Regions from separate parts of the Sus scrofa genome. Here region 2 is linked to region 1. A link is a contact called in public HiChIP or PLAC-seq data. All regions are on one chromosome and are shown on one strand. Each heading gives the region's core, a stretch centred on a gene start, on an enhancer-like site or on the middle of the called end of the contact. The rest is flanking DNA. Distances are from core to core; before and after follow the strand shown. Region 1 has its middle 140 kb from the start of PLN. Region 2 overlaps SLC35F1 (solute carrier family 35 member F1).

What was found. HiChIP or PLAC-seq counts read pairs in DNA pulled down with a chosen protein or histone mark.
Region 2: an H3K27ac HiChIP or PLAC-seq map of skeletal muscle shows a contact between it and region 1. The contact joins two enhancer-like sites. A contact is called at or near these places in 7 of 47 Hi-C or Micro-C datasets (embryonic fibroblasts, fetal heart ventricle, heart right ventricle and 3 more) and 1 of 2 datasets of contacts at active chromatin or transcription factors (skeletal muscle).

The regions. Positions count from the first base shown.
Region 1 is chr1:43,599,793-43,602,492 of Sscrofa11.1, forward strand. No RefSeq gene overlaps it. Among named protein-coding and RNA genes, the nearest start is that of PLN, 140 kb to the left of the region's middle. Within about 2 kb of position 1,414, at least 43 of the 83 cell types and tissues checked have an H3K27ac peak or open chromatin away from gene starts, as enhancers often do. A contact at or near this core is called in skeletal muscle, where this site is marked.
Region 2 is chr1:43,667,845-43,670,544 of Sscrofa11.1, forward strand. The region is part of intron 7 of SLC35F1 (solute carrier family 35 member F1); the gene reads right to left. Among named protein-coding and RNA genes, the nearest start is that of PLN, 210 kb to the left of the region's middle. Within about 2 kb of position 1,342, at least 3 of the 83 cell types and tissues checked have an H3K27ac peak or open chromatin away from gene starts, as enhancers often do. A contact at or near this core is called in skeletal muscle, where this site is marked.

The DNA of each region.
Region 1 (2,700 bases), core at 164-2,663:
TAATGGGGGTTCCTATCATGGCTCAGCGGAAACGAATCTGACTAGCAGCCATGAGGACGCAGGTTCGATCCTGGCCTCATTCAATGGGTTAAGGATCCAGCGTTGCCGTGAGCTGTGATGTAGGTCACAGATGAGGTTTGGATCTGTTGCTGTGGCTGTGGTGTAGGCCGGCAGCTACCGCTCCGATTTGACCCCTAGCCTGGGAATCTCCATATGCTGTGGGTGCGGCCCTAAAAAAAAAAAAAAAAAAAAAAAAAAAGACAATAAATAAATAAATAAATACATAAAAGATCTCAATAATAGTACTCAACCTCTAGGCTCAACTGGACGTGTCCACAAAAGAAGGCCATTGGGAGTGTGAAGGGAGATGACACAGGGGCAACCATCTGGCCGGAGGGCAGTATTTTTTTAGTAAGTCCTAAGAGGAAAATACATTTCAAAATCCATCTCTAGAGCTCCATATGATTCTCAGACAATCTTTAATGAACTCCTAGAGCAGGAAAGGACCTGAACTCATCTAGTGTCACACCATCATCCATAAGAAAGAACTCGGGGCTCCTTCCTGGGAGGTGAGCTGATTGATCATCAGATCGTTCCCCCAGAGTCTGGACCTGTGCCCTGGGTTCCTGAGACCTTTGTCCACAGGCTGCATCCCCTGCTGCTTCTCCCCTAACCAGCAAGGTCTTCTCTGCCAGACGGACTTATTTTTCTTTGAGTTGAGTACTTAACTCTCTCAGTTCCTTTTAAGCTTTCTTAAGTTTTCGAAGGTGCCAACCTTTTTTCTTTCTAAACTTTCTGAAAGATACTAAAAAGAGAAACAACTCAGTTTAATGAGAGCTACACAGTGGTTTAACATCATTTCACACACCACAATGAGCAGAGCTTTAATAGATGATCCTTTACATGGTTTGTTTAAAAACACTTATCCAGTCTTATCAAAATTTGATAACATTTGCAGATGCTCTGAAATAGCTTAAGTGAAAGCATTTCTTTGTGACGGTCAGGTTAAGGCTGAACAGAAACGCTCACATTTTCAAGCCAGTCTTAAGTGAGCAAAGAATAGTTAGCATTTCCCTGTGATCTGATCTGGGGGAGACCTGCAGGACACAGACTTGTGATCCACGGATGCGTTTCTACTCAAATGACATGAATTTCAGAGTGGAAGGATCACTCATTCTCTATCGAAGTTTCCTTAGATTTGGGGGCGGGGGGGCGATGGTAACCCCTTAAGAAGAGCACAGTGGCCCCTAGAACTTGAAAGCTTGCTAGCCGGCTCCTGTCCTCTCGCAGGGAGACACAGTACTGAGGGTTGGGGGCAGGGGCTGTTCTTTCCCTGCCGCCTCCACAGCAGCTGGCCCTGGTCTCAGGAACCGGAGAGAAGCCTCTGAAGGGCACCCTTTCAAGCCAATGTCAGCTCCTGGCGCCTGTCCCTACCTCCTCTGCCGCCAGGAGATTAACTGCAGCTCAGCAGAGCCCAGCAGAGCCCAACAGACCCCGAGGCACGGACGGACGCGTGTGTCTTTTCTCATCCTGCCTCTGTTTGTTCCCTCTTCCTTTAGGAGGTAGCATAGCAACCCGCGCAGCAGACCTTCCGCGGGCCGCGCCCACGATTCTCTCTCCCTCTGGCTCTTGACGGTCACCCTCCCTACATGGACGGACTCCATGGGTCTCAGGATGAGCTCCGCCCTCCCTGCCCCGGCGCATTTCTTTGCCTAAAATGCCCTTGTGTGTCTGTAAAACCCAAAGGCAACCCTTAAGACAGCGCAAACACTGTCTCTGGCCTCTCTGGGTGTGTAGTTAGTTATGTCAGCTTCTGTGTTTTCATTAGCACCGTGATCGCAAGTTCTCCCAGCATTCCTAGTATCGTTGATTTTTGTTGTTATTTTTTGTCACCTTCTCTGGATTTAGGCACCTAGAACAAGCACCATAATTTTTTTTTTCCCTTTCCTTTCATTTCCTTTTCTTTTTTTTTTTTCTTTCTTTCTTTCTTTTCTTTCTTTTTTTTTTTTTTTTTTTTTTTGCTGTGCATGTGGCATGCAGAAGCTCTGGGGCAAGGGATGGAATCTGTGCCACAGCTTTGACAACGTGGGATCCTTAACTGCTCTGCCAGGAGGGAACTCCCATAATCATTTTTATACCCCCCTAGAAGCTGTAATAGTGCCTGGTGCCTAATAAGTAGATACTGGGTGAATCAATAAAATGTCATAGTTACGGACACTCTAGTGAGAAATGCTTTGTTATAGCTTTTTTGGGTGACAACCAGCTGTCATTAAGCTCTTTACTTCAAAGTTAAAGAGAAAATATCCAGCGCAGTATTTTCTGTAAATGCCACATTCCTAGGTCTAATTGTGCTTATTAATAATTACTCATGGAGTTCCTGTCATCACTCAGTGGTTAACAAATCTGACTAGCATCCATGAGGACGCGGGTTCCATCCCTGGCCTCACTCAGTGGGTTAAGGATCTGGTGTTGCCGTGAGCTGTGGTGTAGGTCGCAGACGGCTCAAATCCTGTGTTGCTGTGGCTGTGGTGAAGGCTGGCGGCTACAGCTCTGATTTGACCCCTAACCTGGGAACCTCCATGTGCGGCAAATGAGGCCCTAAAAAGCAAAATAAAAATTACTCTTGAATGTTTTCTAGAATACTTTAATGGAACGAATTTTGTCCCTCAGTTGTCTCTGGTGTTCCTCATTTTAGTTAGT
Region 2 (2,700 bases), core at 92-2,591, 68 kb after region 1:
TACCTTGTTTAATACTATGGAGCAACTACTCCCCATCAACACAAATCATATTTGAGCAGCCATGAGTAGGGAAGTAAGCTTAGAATTCCTTTTGCTTCCTCATTGTGCTAAGCATTAAAGAGGATCCCCAAATTCATCCCTGGAACCTGTTATTGTTAGTGACCCCATCTGGGAAGAAAGGTCTTTTCAGAGTGATTAAGGATATTAAGATGAAATAGATTATCCCAGGTGTTATGGACTGAACTGTGTACCTCCCTCCCCAATAAATTTTTATATTGAAGCCGTGATCCTCAATGTGTCTATATTTAGAGATGGGGCCTCTACCAAAGTAATTAAGGTTAAATGAGGTCATAAAGTTGGATAAGCGTCCTTATAAAAAGAGACCATAGAGCTCTCTCCCCACCCCCACATGTACACATGGAGGAGAGGCCATGTGAAGATGTGAGAGGGCAGTTGCCTACAAGCCCAGAAGAGAGTCCTAATCAGAACGGAACCCTGATGGACCCTGATCTCTGCCTTCCAGCTTTCCAAGTGTGACAAATACATTTCTGTTGTTTAAGCCACCCAGCCTATGATATTTTGTTATGGTAGCCTGAGCAGGCTAATACACCCAGGCTACTTGAGTGGGCTCTGAATGCTATCACATGTCTCGTATAAGAGGGAGCAGAGGGACGTTTTAGACCCACAGAGAAAAAGAGGATATAAAGACGGAAGAGAGAGAGATTGGAAGATGCTGGCCTTAAAGACTGGAATGGTGGGAGTTCCCTTTGTGGCTCAGTGGTAGTGAACCCAACTAGTATCCATGAGGGTGCAGGTTCGATCCCTGGCCTTCTCAGTGGGTTAAGGATCGGCATTGCCATAAACTGCAGTGCAGGTTGCAGACATGGCTTGCATCTGGTATTGCTGTGGCTGTGGTGCAGGCCGACAGCTGCAGCTCCGATTAGACCCTAGCCTGGGTCCGATTCATATGCCACAGGTGCAGCTACACACACACACACACACACACACACACACACATACACACACACACACACACACAGACTCTGGTAGAGCCAGAGGCCAAGGAATGCTGGCAGCCGCAGAAGCTGGGAGAGGAAAGAACAGATTCTACCCTAGGGCCTCCAGTTGGAACATGGCTCTGCTGAACACTAATCTTGGCCCAGTGAAACTGATTTTGAACTTCTGGCCCCAGAACTGTGAGAGAATACATTTGTTTGTTTTAAGCCACCCAAGTTTGTGATAATCTGTTAAAGCAGACATATGAAACTAATAGACCCAGTAAATAGTTATTCATACAATAACTGAGCCTAGCTGTGATCTAAGAGCCCAATTATTACCTCATCATCCAGCCATTCAAGAAATGCTTGCTGAGTTCCTATTATGTGTCATGTGCTGGGGATACGGTGACAAATAAAATGGATATAACTCTGTTCCTAGTTTCCACTCTATTGCGAGAGACAGACTAAAGCTAAGTTGGGGGGGGGTTAATCAGCAATACAATTTTGGGAAACACTCTGAAGGAATCAAGGGGATGATGAGAGAGCTTGGTGGGAGCTACCTAGAGAGTGAAGGAAGTCTTCTCTGAAGATGAGGCCCATGTGGAGACCTGGAGCACCAGAAGTAGCAGCCATGGCAGGGGCTGGAGGAAGAGCAGTCCAGGCGAAAGGCAAAGGTCCTGAGGAGGAAAGGGCACGGCTGGAAGGACAGCCAGTGTCGCTCATGTCTAACACTAAATTGTAATCCAGAAATCGAGTGCTTGCTCTGTACCAGGCACTATGTGATGGAATTTACATCATTCACATTCTTAATAACTCATGAAGAAGCTATAATTATTCCCCCACAGTTCTAAGAAGATATTGAAGCACCACATGGTGGGCAAGTGTCAAGAGAGGAGGTGGAAGCTTTAGCCACACAGGCACTTAGCTCTGAGAGGTCAGCCAGGCACCTAAATGTTGCTTAAAATGCAATGAGAAAAAAGCAGTAAAGGGTATTCAGACAAAGAGAGCACAATCTGGTTGGTGTTTTAAAAGGATCATTCTGGCCGTTAGTGGGTGATTCTCTGTAGAGAGGAATAAGTAGAGGCAGGAAGATGAGGAGGCTATTGAAATGGTCTAAGTGAGAGATGGTGGTGGTCTGAACCAAGATGATGGCAGCAGAAACAGAAGATCTATTTTGGAGGAGGATCGATAGAATTTGCTGATGGATTAAAAGTGGGGAGTAAAGAAAAGAGAAATTAAGACTGAATCTCAATTACTGAAGTTGCCTGTTCTGAGGGTGATTCTCTTCTTGGTGTTTCTCATGGTGAATTTACTCTTCTCTTGTCACATATCACCTTTTTAAATGGAGACGATTTACTCTTAGCATCGTCTATAGTACTAGCACGCACTGGGTAGTGTTGGAGACATAATTCCCACGAATATGTAACCTAGAAAGGTCTCTCATTTCTCCCTTGGTTTCCTTTCTGGCAACCTGAGAACCATATTTAGGAAAGTACAATTCACAGTGATTCTAAATCAAGATCGATAATCTTAGAAAACAAAGCTGTGGTCTACTTCCTCCAAAGTATTTTCATGTTATTTCATTCTCAGAAAACCGACCCCTCAGAGAAGCATGGAGCATCATGATGAACGACTTGGAGCTGAGGACGCAGGAGGTGTGGGCAGGTTTAGGAGAGAATTTACAGCTCTGCCTTATAGCGAC